Regions from separate parts of the Sus scrofa genome. Here region 2 is linked to region 1. A link is a contact called in public promoter capture Hi-C data. All regions are on one chromosome and are shown on one strand. The core of a region is the stretch at or near the end of the contact, and the rest is flanking DNA. Distances in the headings are between cores, read along the strand shown.

What was found. Promoter capture Hi-C pulls out the DNA fragments that hold promoters and counts their contacts.
Region 2: a promoter capture Hi-C map of liver shows a contact between it and region 1, with 5 times the contacts expected there. The contact joins the promoter of MTFR1L here to the promoter of TMEM57 in region 1. A contact is called at or near these places in 2 of 5 promoter capture datasets (both in liver) and 1 of 2 datasets of contacts at active chromatin or transcription factors (alveolar macrophages).

The regions. Positions count from the first base shown.
Region 1 is chr6:82,931,362-82,937,835 of Sscrofa11.1, forward strand. It overlaps TMEM57 (transmembrane protein 57), which reads left to right and starts at 2,722. Exons shown (of 11, transcript NM_001038646.1): 1 at 2,722-2,830. The coding sequence starts at 2,751.
Region 2 is chr6:83,262,983-83,269,456 of Sscrofa11.1, forward strand. It overlaps MTFR1L (mitochondrial fission regulator 1-like), which reads left to right and starts at 2,369. Exons shown (of 7, transcript XM_021095596.1): 1 at 2,369-2,507; 2 at 5,373-5,508; 3 at 5,954-6,058. The coding sequence starts at 5,494.

The sequences.
Region 1 (6,474 bases), core at 1,472-3,971:
ATCGCATTGTCCTAGGCAACAGGGACACAGTGGGGAGTGGAAAAGATCACCCATATAGCCTCTAACATCACGGAGCTGCCTGTCTTAGTCTCTGGCCCAGGTAATTTGGAAGCCTGCAGTCATGGAGAGGAGGGTCGTTTAGGTCTGAACCCTCACAGAGTCTGGAGTCGTGACCTCACCATGTACCTTTGCCTTCAAGCCTCCAGGCATACTGATTTAGGTCCCGCCTGTATCTTCTTCCATGAACCAACCTGGCTTTGCAGCTGAAGTCTTTTTCTGTTGCTCCAAGCAGAGCATTCCGTTCAGATGCTTTCACAATGATGGGCAGGCTTGGTGAAACTTTGAGCTCACAGAGTTTGTTATCCTTGGCTGTCCAGTGACACTTAATCAACGTGTTGGAGTAGAGGTGAAGGATGTTAACAGGAATGACTTGCTTTTACCTACTGCCCGGCTAGCCCTGAGAGTTCATTGTCTGGTAAGCCTTCAAACAAACGTTAATGGAAAAAGAGGCTCTGAGACATTCGGTAACTTGCCCAAGCTATTAAGTGGCCAAGCTGGAATTTCAATACTGGTCTGAAAAAGCAGGTTCTCTGGCCATTTTTCTAAACTGCATCTCTACAGGGTGTGGATCCAATCTCCAAGAAGCTTTTCATCTAGGTGGATGGACAAGCTTCACCCAAGAAACCACAAATTGGGAACAGTACTGGTGGAGATGCTCCATGTGGGAGTGAAGGCAGGAAGGGGGGAAGATAAGGTTGTACTAAAGGGTTTGAGGACAGTGAGTAGATAAGACTTGTTTGCCTGAGGAGGCCCAGAAATGAGGGGTGAGTCCCCATGTGACCAGCTTTGGATGCCATAATAAAGAGAATGGCTTTTCTTTTTCAGGCATTGGGGGATCTTCAAAGATCTGTGGATGATGCGTTTGGTATAAATTACAAGTTCCTTCTTAGGGTGGGTTTTTATTTAGGGGATGATCATAGGACAGGGAGAGGTTCACACATCCCAGGACAAAACAAGATGACATCTGCTTCCTGCAAGTTTCTTAAATGTGCTGTAAGACCTTCCAAAGTTCCCACTGTTGGTGAGTGTTTAAGCTGGTACAGCCCCTTGATAGGATATTTTGCAACCATCAGAAATATTTAGGAAGGGTGCATCATAAAACGGGAAAGTGCTCTTGTTAGCTAAAGAACAGGATTCAAAATCAAATAATGTGATTACTATTCTGCTTCATAATAATAACAACAGTAACTAATAATATATCATCCACGGGGGAAAACTGGAGAGAAAGGAAAAAATACAGAATTCTAACAGTACTTGTGTTAAGGTGATGAGATTCATGGGTGTTTTTTTTCCCCTTCATCTACTTTCTACATTTCCCCAGTTTTCTTTAATGACATGCATTCCTTTTTGAAATATATTCATCTTTTTCTTTCTCAATAAAAAAATCTTTGCTGCCATTTCTAATTGTTATTTTGCTATATCTATGCTGCAGGGGAGTAATGAGTAAATGAACAAATAGATGTAGAGCACCCAGCACAGTGCATGACCAAATCGAAGCTCTAGGAATTTTAGGTGAGAAAGGTCGCTGGTCGGGCATCCCGGCGGCCCCATACCCCTGTCTGGGGACCAACATGCTCCCGACACGGACGCTCGCCTGCTCCAGCAGGCGCGGTGCCCGCTGAGCCTGCCGCCCAGCCATTCCTGCGGACGTGGAACTCCAGCCGAACCGCCCTACACACCCCCAGCAGCCTCGCGGGACGTCGCGCGCACCCACGGCCCCGCCCGCTGTGACGCGAGGTCCAGGAGGCGGGACCGCCGCGACCCCGCCCCGCGCCTCCTTCGATTGGCCGCCGCGCTGTCACCACGTCGCGGGAAGCTGGCAGGCTGTGTGTGTGTATGTGTGTGTGTGTGTGTGCGCGCGCGCGTCCGTGTGTGTGCGCGGTTTGCTTTGTCATTCGTACCCTGGTCGCTCGCAGACACGGCCGGCTTGGTTGAGTGCTCCAGGATCCTCAGAAAATGCTCCCGGTGATGTCCCCGGCGCCTCCCGCTTGGGGAGGATGTTGAGAACCCCTTACATAATGATGCGACTGACTGGAGCGCAGGTCAGCACAGAAACAGCACATGCCGCAAACCCAGGCCTCTGGATTTCAGAGTGCTAGTGATAGCCTACAGTGAAAATAGCACGGTATGCTCTAATGTGGATTATTATACAATGAAACACAATCCGATAATAAAATGTACCTTCGCAACAAAGCATAATATAGGATGTTATATTTATAGGGCCTATTTATAAGCCTCTATTTAAATCTTTTCTGATAGGCCCAGACTCGGGCCCAGACGCCGTAATGATTGGCGCATTCTTCTGTCCTTCGAAGAGGCGGGTTCTAGAGTCCGTTTTGCCTCAGCGGGCCCTGGGCGACAGCGGTGTAGAGTCGCCTTCGATTGGTCCGGAAGCCCGTCCGTCAGGGCTGAGGAGGCGGGGCAGGCGGCTGGCTGGTGCTGGGGCGGGCGGGCCCCGGAATTGTCATTTCTTTGTTTCCGAAGGCGGAGGAAGCTCAGAAACCCCCCCTCCCCGTCCCACCCCCTCCCCCCCGGGTGCTGGCTCCATGTCTGTGTGACCGGGCCCAGGGGTAGAGTCCAGGCCCGACGCGGGCGGGCAGGCGGAGGCGGCGGCGGCGGCGGCTGAGGTGAGAGACGGCGGCGGCGGCAGCAGCAGCAGCAGCGCGGGCACCCGGCCCCCCAGCGGGAGGATGAAGCGGCGGAACGCCGACTGCAGTAAGCTCCGCCGCCCCCTAAAGCGGAACCGGATCACCGAGGGCATCTACGGCAGGTGAGCGGCGGCGCCCCCGCCTCCTCCGGCGCGGGCCCCGCGGCCCCCGGCCGGCTCCGGAGGGGCCGGGCCCCGTTATGTAACCCGGACTAGGCCGCAAGCCCGCGCCTGGGGCTCCCCCGAGGAGCGCTGCCCAGGGGGCCGCGGCGGGCCCGCAGGGGTCGACCCCCGGGGCGCGGGGCGTGGCGAGGGTCGCCGGCCGGGCGGGAGGGCGCGGCGGGCGCGCGCTGAGGGAGCCGCCTCGCCGCCGTTGGGAGCGCCCAGGCTCCACCGAGGGGGAGGGGCGGCGACCCCCTCACCGCCCGCGCGCGGGGCCCCGAGGGCCGCTGCCTGAGCCGACGGGCCTCCGCTGGTCTCCCAGCCCGGCTCTGGCCCAGGAGCCTGAGCTGGGAAGCGCGTGGACCATATACACTGGTGGGGGGAAGGCTGACAAAGTTGGGAGCAGACAGCGGCCCCGCGGTCCTGGGGCAGCCTGGGCAGGTGGCCTCATTGCCCCTCTTTCGCCTTTTATTCCTCTTCTGGGATCTCAAACTTGGCCCCGAGGGCCGAAGCCGATAACCCCAAATCATGCCTTGTGGCCCCGCTCCAGATTTAGGAGTGATGATCATTTTCTCAGCAACATTATTTTGACAATCCCAAGCAGGTAGTTTTCGTCGAACCTTCTAAAGGAATTTTCTCCAAACTCGCATGTTTTGATTTGTTTGTTTTAATCCTCCTAAAACAAAGCAGTGTCTATCTTTTGGAGTAGAAATTGAATTCAGTACTCCGAGGGGTAGAAGGACAACAGGTTCATGGAGCAACTTAATGACAATCCCAGCTTCCCTAAGCAGCGTTTGTGTTTGACTCTTATTTGCTGGTTCTCACAATGGTGATTCTAAATGATACTTGCCTTGATAAAGAAATGATTTCAGTAGAGAAGTAATTAGTTTACAAAGGAGAGCTCTCAGGATGTGGATATAGGCTTAATTGAGTCCTGGTGGTGGTTTACAATTTAGCTCTTCTAGCTCTGGGACTTAGAGAAATATGTGAGTAGTTAGCTGATGACACCCAAGTTGCCTTAGCATAACTGTACACCTTGCACAGGCTACTGTTTACACATATAGAATGATTGCTTTTTGCAAGCAGCTGACTGATGTAAACATTTATTTCAAGTTTAAAAGCGTCAAGAAGTCAGCTAAAGTGAAAAGTTCTTGGATATATCCTTGCATGATGAGTGATAGATCATAGGAGTAGTTCATTCATTCAACAAATACATAGACTATGTGTCAGGCTCTGTTCTGGCTAGTAAGGGTACAGAAGTGAGTAAAACAGGCCAAAATCCATGCTGAATCAGTCAAACCTGATCATTTAAACCAAAACTGTAATAAAAGTAAAAGCCACTTTTTCTACAGATTTAATGGAGGAAAAGGTCTCTTCAAGTTACACCTACTGTAATTCCTGAATAAAGGAAGGGGTTTTCCCCGGCTATTGAAAAGGATTGGAAGACTTTAATATAAATAGTGACACAAGAATAGAAAAAGCATATTAAACAGAGTTAATAAACCAAGGACAACTCCAGCATTTGAATGGCTACTGTTTACAGTAACTTATGTGATATATATCTGTTTATACTGAGAAGATTGGGAATCTCATGTTGTTTACATGTTTTCTGTTGTATTTCAGCTTCTCTTGTATTTGAACAAATATGCCCAGTTTAGTACCTGCCTCATAGTAACCAATCAGTGTGAATGTAGGAAGAAGTAAATTATTGTCTACTGAAGATCTATTATTTTACTGATGAACTTTTGAAATTTGATTTTCTTATGCTGAAGATTAATAGTAAATACCTTATGCAAACTATTCACAGTTTCACAGTTTCATCTGTAAAATTTTAAGAAACCAGACATACTTCAGCTCTCAAATCTGTTCACTCTCCTCTATTTGGCTCTAAGTTAAATGTTAATAAAAGATCTACATATATTTCTACCTGTCTTTCCTCTTGTAGCATCATATATCAAATGGGTGTTTCAGTTCACTTATGTTTTGTAGTTTTTATTATGGAATGCTGGTCTGAAGAACAGATGATAGTTTTGTGTTTTTTTGCAATTTTGTTTTTAAAAAGAGATTTAGAAAATTTCCAGTTATTTTTAAAGCAGATAGAATGAGTGGGTTGGTTATGAATTAAGGATTTGTGAGTATCAAATTTGAGAATTTGTGAATATGATATTTCTGTTGATCATCAAATTTAAGTCTACACTAAACTATTTTTCACACCATCTATTGCCCATTTTGTTTTTCAACATCTGGCCAATTTTTGTCTCATTAAATAAAGAGCTTTGTTTTTTTTCAGAGGCTTTGTTGACAATTTTGATAACCACTATCTACTGTTTCATAGCGTAACCTGTCATGGACTTATTATTTTCATGTTCTCAGTCCGTACAACTTTCTGAGCTTGGGCATAGCAAGAAGGTAGCTGTGTTGAAGACAGCCCTGGACTGTGAGTGTCAGGGGACCTAGGTCTAGACTCAAAATCCCCGCTCTGCCATATGGAACAGGCAAGGGCATCCACAGCTTTGAGCTCCAGTTCTCTCATCTGTCAAATGAGTTTCGAGGACTAAAAGGAGATAATGTACAGTTTGTGAAAGTCTGTAAATTCTAGCATGCTTGATACAAATATTATTTACCATGTTGTTCACAGTGTACCATGTTTGGTTTATTCTTTAGGGACTCAGAAAAGGCCATAAGATTTGGTTCAACAATAAACAAAAGTTGGTTAGTCAAAACAAGTGTCAGTTGCTGTTTGGTCTTGCTGCGGTGGGGGGGAACCAAACCTATTGCTGAGACGTTTTTAATCATGGGCTCTAATCCAGCAGCTGTGACCGAGGTGATTGTCAAAATAATGGCTGTGATAGAATTCTGTTTCGGGGCAAGGTAGATGGAAAATAGATGTTAACATTATATTAATGTTATCTGCATTTATATATATGCCCATCATTTGAAAACTGAAATGTATAGAAATATGTTATTCCAGTCAAGTTAATCAAACGTAAGAGAAATGAAACAGGAGTGGTGATCATTTTCTTTAATATTATTATGAGCTAGAATTCAGTGTCATTTTCAAAGTATCAGAGCCAGCGTAGAGCCTGACACAGAATAGGAATTCACTGCTCAATAAATGTTGAGTGAGTGAATTAGTAAATAAATATCAGCTAATCCATTTTATTCATTTAAGAACGTACATTGTTCTGCTACTCATGGAGGATACAAGATATCCTCTTTCCTTCTCTTCAAGGAATTTACAGTCGAGGAGGCCGTAATAATTCCCTCTTAAATGTGTATGGTGATTTTGAGGTTCCAAAGAACTTTGTTCTGTTCAGGTAAAAATAGTTGAGTTAAATTTTAGCGTGCTGTTTTAGTGGTTCACCTGATGCATTAACAGCTTAATTTTGCCCTGTGCTATTTTATGATAAAGTAGGTAGTCACCACTAGGTGAGGGAACATATATATATACACACACACACATATATACATATATACACACACACATATATATACATATACACACACACACACATATATACATATATATATATTTTTTGTCTTTTTAGGGCCACACCTGTGGCATATGGAGGTTCCCAGGCTGAGGCTCTAATCGGAGCTGTAGC
Region 2 (6,474 bases), core at 1,119-3,618, 330 kb after region 1:
TGAGCGAGGCCAGGGATGGAACCCACATCCTCATGGATACAATGGGAACTCCTCAGCCATGTTCTTTGTATCCCTTCTGGGAGGCAGTGTTTCCATGCTGCTTACAGGGGGCGGGGAGGGGGACGCTAAGTCTGTCTCAGTGCTTCTAAGCATGGGTGGCAGCAGCCTGTCCCACAAGCCATCTGGTGTGAGCAGAGGTTCAGCCCTCCCGCTCAGCGGGCTCTTCCCCTGGACTAGTCTGGGAGGGCCGGCCCGTGTTGAGCAGCCCTTGTCCCATGGAAGGTGATGATTGCCTGGGCTTTCTGCATCCTCACCTGAGGCCTCTGCCCGACCTCCACTATGTCTTAAGGCTCATGGTGGGGAAGGGCTCCCAGCTGTCCGCCTGTTACCCTTCTGCCACTTCCCTCCCCTGTCCCCAACATGTCCTACAATACAACTGGAGAGATTGGAGTGGTTCTAAGTGCCTTTTCTTTGACCTGGATGTTCAGTTCTGTCCTTGGTCCCACTCCTTTGCTGGGATTGGCTTGGCAGATGGGCAAGGGAGCATGGCTGGACTACCTTCTGCTGTCTTATTTGTCACTAGAAGGCTTAAGTGACTTGCTCAAAATAAGTTTGTAAGAAATCCCCCATGTAGTTAAGCTGTAGGTCAAGAATCCAACCACAGAGGTTTGAGTTTGATCCCCGGCCGGTGCAGTGAATTAAGGGATCTGGCATTGCCCAGGCTATATAGCATAGGTCACAGATGGGGCTGGGATTTGATCTATGGCCCAGAAATTTTCATTTGCCCCAGGTGTGGCCATAAAATAAATAGGAAAAAAAATTGTTATAGGCTTCATAGTACAACTTAATTATTTTTAGAAACTGATGCTCTGTGTTGAGAAAGATTCTGAAGTTAAAGCCATCATGTTAGAATTAGAGCCTGAGACAGGCATTAGCTAATTCTTTTTTGAGGGTAATTCTTATTTGAGGGTGGGACCATTAAGAGAAACTTGTAAAAGAAGGATTGGAGTAGAATGGGAAAAGGAAAACCCTTGAGCAGAGATCGAGTCTCAGAGCCAAGTCTTGGCCAGATTGCTGGTGCAGGGCTCTGGAGCATAACCCACACTGCCATCCAAACTGGCCTCTTGTACCCTTTAGTAGTCATTGGCTTATGGGGTAGAGTAACTTCCCAGGTTAGGGCTTCCATTCTCCCTCCTGCAAGGGCAATTTTCTGGAAAATGGGGCAGCTGTGAGCAGCCAGTAGAGTTGCTGGGGGATGATTCACTGGTTGGGTAAAAGGGATCTTCATGAAGAACCAAGATAGCATCTGTCACACCAAGGAAAGGCAACTAGAGCGAATTCGCAAGATCTGCCATTGCCCAGGACAGGAAAGTAATGGTTAAAGCATGTTTGTCATCCTGGAAAGAGGGTTGGAAATGGAAGCCAAATTTCATCATTTAAAATATGGTGGGATCAGGGTGGACACCGTCTCTGACCACGGCCAGCTACAGAGTTTACAGGATCAGTGCAAAATGAAAACGCAGGGCCTTTGTTGAAAAAAAAAAAAAATTGTTGTTAATTTCAAGAGGGCAACAGCAGGCACCAATTAGTCTGAGCGTGAGGCCTGTGTGAATGCACAGCTTCTCTCCCCAAGAAGCCAGTCTGTCTCTGGCAGCTAGGACTTGCAACCAAAGAACTATAGCCTGGAAGCCAAGCACAGCCACGTGTTGAGGTCAGATGAGGACATGTGACCCAGGCCTGGATGTCATGGAGACCAGGACTCTGAGGCTTTGAGCACAAAGAGGGAGTGGGTGAGTGAGTCTGGAAGGAATGTGAGTCTCTTTCCCAAAGCATCTGGTGTCTTGCCAGTCTAGCCATCTGATCATCCAACTCACTGAGTATACCTGTGTGTGTCTTTGTGATATACCTAACTGCTAAAATAGAAGAAAGCTACAAAGCCCTGGAGAGCAGAGTCAGAGGAAGAAAGGCCCATTCTTGCCGCAGAGAAGACTGTAGAGGGTCTTGGCTGGGAAGTATGAACTGTGAAGCCACCAGGGCGAGATGGGGCAAAGCAAGCACTAAATCTGGGGCCTTGGATGCCAGAGGGAGGATTCTGAAGTTTGCACTACAGTTGGGAAGAGCAAACACCGATCAATGTGGGGGCCAAGCAGCAACACAGGCCCTTTCCAGAGGTTGGAGCCGGACTAAGCGTGGAGAGTGGTAAGGAGGGAAAGGAGGCCGAGACCAGCGGGAGATGCGACTGGGCGGACCTCGGGGATCAACTTTCCCCAAGGCTCGGACGGCAGGGGGCGTGGCCTCGGGGCTTGTCTCCGCCCTCGGGATCGGCACGTGCCGCCGCCCCGCCCTCCGCGGCTGGCCTGCCCAGGGCGCGCGGGGCCGCGGCTCGGTGCGCAGCTGCAAGGGATCGCTTCCGGGGGGCGGGTCAGCGGAAGTGAGGGTGGTAGAGGCTGGGCGGCCCGCTACGGTAGGAGGGGCCGTGAGGTGAGAGTCCTGAGCCGGAGGCTGAGGTGAGACTAGGTGCGAGTGCCGCCCCAGAGTGGAAGCGCGGCTTTCCGGGTCCGGCCGTCGCGCAGCCTAATGAATGCCAGGCGCTGTGCGTTCGGTGCCCGCGGCTCCGGTGCCCGCGCCGGTTCTCGCGGCAGCCACTGTTGTCCACCTCACTCGGCAGGGGGGAAACGGAGTCCCCGGAGGCAGTTGCTCGCCGGAGTCACCCAGATGCGCCAGAGGCTGCTCGTTTCGGACGCCCCCTCGCTCCTGCCGGGACCCGGCCCCGGGCCTGTGGGTCCAAGGGCCGCCGGAGCTGCGGCAAGAACTTGGCCGACCTTGGCCTTGTCGGGTCGGGCTGTTGCGGGGGAGGGGAGGCGTGTCCCGGGCGAGGTCCCTGGGGTCGCGCAGAGTGTCGGCGCGGCGGAGACCGGGGATGATGGGACCAGGCCCCGCTCGGGAGGCGCTGCGGCTCCTGCGGGAGGCCGTGTGTAAACACTGGGACGGCAGCCTCGGAAGGGGCTGTGGGGGCGCAGAAGTGGTCGGAGCCGGCCAGCGCGGCCAGCGCGGCCAGCAAGCTGGGGGGTCTTCTAGCCGGGCACTTGGGGTGGGGTGGAGGGTTGAACTCGGCGTTCTCGTCCGTTTCTCGATTGGACAAATGAAATGCTCAAGTGCCTACCGTGTATGGAGCAGGCGCTGTGCCCTGCTGGGAAGTCGTCGCCCTTGGGGCAAACTTCACGGCACACCGTTACCTAGATACTGCTGAAGGACCCCAAAGGAAACGCAGGGTGCCTCGGGGTGACTGTCAGGGAAGGGGAGGCGATGCTTGAGCTGAGCTCCAAGAATGATTAAGGATGAACTTGGTGAAGAGGGTGTTGGTGTTTGAAGCAGAGGGAATAGTGTAGACAAGACCATCGAAGGGCTGAAGGGCCAGTGTGGTTGGAGGGCAAGGGGAAAGCAGGTGTGGCTATGAAGTGTGCGGGGGCCAGAGTGGACAGGCCCTGGAGGATGAATGCGGTGAGTGGGTAGACAGGACAGAGAAGGGTGAAGATGAGGTTGGGCCTGACTGCCGAGGCCCTGCAAGCCATGCTGAGGAGTCTAGATGTTATCCTCTTGGCTCTAGCAAGCACAGTGGGTTTTAAGCATGACAGGAACATGATTAGCCAGGAGTTCTAGAAAGATGCCTCTGGCTGTTATGTGAGGGTTAGGTCCAACTGAGTTTGGAGGTGAGTTTGGAGAAGTGGCTGCATGACTAAAGTGAGAAACACAGGGAAGCACTGTTGTGTGGAACTTGTGGCAGGCACTGACTTTCAGCCCAGAGCCTGGAATACGGATGACTTTGATAAAAGGCTTGCACTTAGCTGAGAAAGATGAAGCCCATGTAGGAGGCAGCAGGATCTGGACCAGACTTAGATGCTGAGTACTGAGTGACCTTAGACCAGTACTTTTCTCTCTCCAGCTTCCTTGCCCCCTGTATCATAAAGTGAATGATACCTCCTCTCCTAGAGGTGGAAGAGAGACCCTCCTGGGGAGGTTTCCAGAAGGAGCTGCTTTGGTCAGTCCAGCCCCATCCCCTCTTCTGTTGCTGCCCTTGGCTCCCCGGTGACTTCTCACCAAGGGCATTCCCAGTCCTCATGACTTGACATCCCACCCCCTCACCCACCTTTGTGGCCTTGTCATACTCTCCTCTTTACATATTTCTCACCTTCCTGGCCTAGACCTGTGCTGTTGTGGTTTTCCTTCCCTTCTTACCCCCTCTGAACTCACCATGGGGCCTTGGGGCCAGGGGACTGAACTCACCTGGCCACCTGCCTGGTGTGCCTTTCTTAAGCAATGATATTCAGCCTCTGCTAGAATTACTGTATTCAGGTTCTATCTGTCTTCTAGATTGTGAGTTCCTTAAGAGCATGGCTGTGTCTTACTCCTTCCATAGCCCCTACAGTACCCAGCACAGGGCCTGGCACAGAGTGAGTATTGTTAATGTTTGATGAACAAGGCACTGAATGAGCTCATTGACTGCATCTGCTCACCAGGCAAGAACAGCTGTGAGCAACCCAGTCCGTAGGGACTCCATGCATCTGTGTCTTGTTTTAACGGTTCATTAAGCACTTTAAAATCCCCTGTTTCACTGATTGACCCTCCTGTCACCTTTTTACAGATGGAGAAACCAACATTCAGAAAGGTTAAGTGACTTGCCTAATGCTACTAACCCAAGATAAAAACTTGGGCACTTTTCCCTGTAGCCCAAGGGACTGAGTTTGGTGGCTACTGCTGGCTACCTGTCCGTCCCCCTGTCCGTCCCGCAATTCCCCCACCCCCACCCCGCCGTCCTGTGTTTTCCCTCTTCCCCTTGTGACAGCTCAGCAGCGCTAGACTGGGTGGCACATGCTGGGCTTTTACTTCTCATCTTAAGAAATGAATGTTGGACTTGGATGGTACCTACATTCCGGCTTTCCCATGAGCTTTTTAACTACCAAAGTGTTCTATTTACATCTTTAGGAGTGGGGTTTTTTTAATCTTTCTTATCAACTCTTTAAAAAATTTTTAATTGACGTATAGTTGATTTACAATGTCATATCAGTTTCAGGTGTACAGCACAGTGATTCATATGTATATAGTTATACATAGTCTTCAGAAGTTTTGCCTCAGGAAATCCAAGGGCTCCAGAAGGCTCCCAGGGTTGGGCAAGCACATGTAGTGAGTCTGGAACAGAACCTTTAAGGGTCTGGATTTGGAGAAGTCATTGTTGGGGGAGCGCAGCCTCTTGGGCTGGTTTTTTCCGCTGTGAAATGTCAGAGGAGCCTTGTTAGTCATGGTTCTGCAGGGCCTGGCTTTATGGGGGGGCTTGTATGGTGGTCACCGAGTCTCCTGTGGGGGGTGTTTCACAGGAAGGGAAGTCTGGTGTTCCTTAAAATGGCCTGATATGAAGGCCTCCCGCCTCCCGAAGCCTCCAGAGCTGCTCTGTGACTGCCTTGTCCTTCAAGTGCAGAAGCCAGTTAAACATCAGGAATGGAAGCCAATGTGGTAAGGCCTGTTCCTGGGGGCAGGGGGCTGGGTGGGGGGTGTGTGGAGGTTAAGCACTGGACCTGCTGAAGTTCTGTAGGCAGTGTTGAGATTCCCAAGTTAATTTTTCCCCCGAACCCAGGCCTGGAATTGAAGGGTCCTCCCTTCCATCCCCTCCCCCAAGGCTGAACCAGCTATGATCTTGGGGCAGTTACGGAGTCAGTGTGTTTCTGTCTTTCTGTGCAAAGGGAAGGGAGGGCAGCCTGGCTAATCCCTATACCCAGCTAATTCCTCGCCCTTTCACTGGACCTGCCCATCATCGACTGTGCCTCAGTAGCGGCAGTGTCCCCTTAGGTGCCTGGCCAAGGTGAAGCTTGGCTCCTGCTAAAGGGGCAAGGGGGAGAAGATGGGGACAGTAGCTGGATTTTCTCTGAAATTGTGGCTGTCCCTGTCTCTCTCTGCCTAGACCATCCCAATCTGGCAAAACAAGCCGCATGGGGCTGCTCGAAGTGTAGTGAGAAGAATCGGGACCAACCTGCCCCTGAAACCATGTCCTCGGGCATCCTTTGAGGTAAGTGAGCTGGAAGAGCAGGGCGAGTAGAGGCTCAGTGTATCGGGGGATGGTGCTGCTTCTGTGCCCCAGACTCCTTGCTGTGGCCAAGGCAGGTTGCTTTCCTGGTCACTTCGTTTGTTTCAAGAAACATTTATTAACTGTTTTTCATGGATCCTGGTCACTGTGGCTTCCTGATCACACACAAACCTGTGACCACAACAGTCAGGATTCCAGTTTGCTCATAAATGAATCATATTGCATCTTTGATGCCTTGGCTAAGTGACTCAGGTTTCATCAGGCTCCAGCAATCCAGTTGAACAGAGTAGGCCAGAGGCCCTTGCCGAACTGGATTTCCAGACTAGCCATGTCTGTGCTCTGAGATGTGTGCCTGCAGCCCTGGCAGGTCCCCACGCAGGACACTAAGGGCTGTGGGT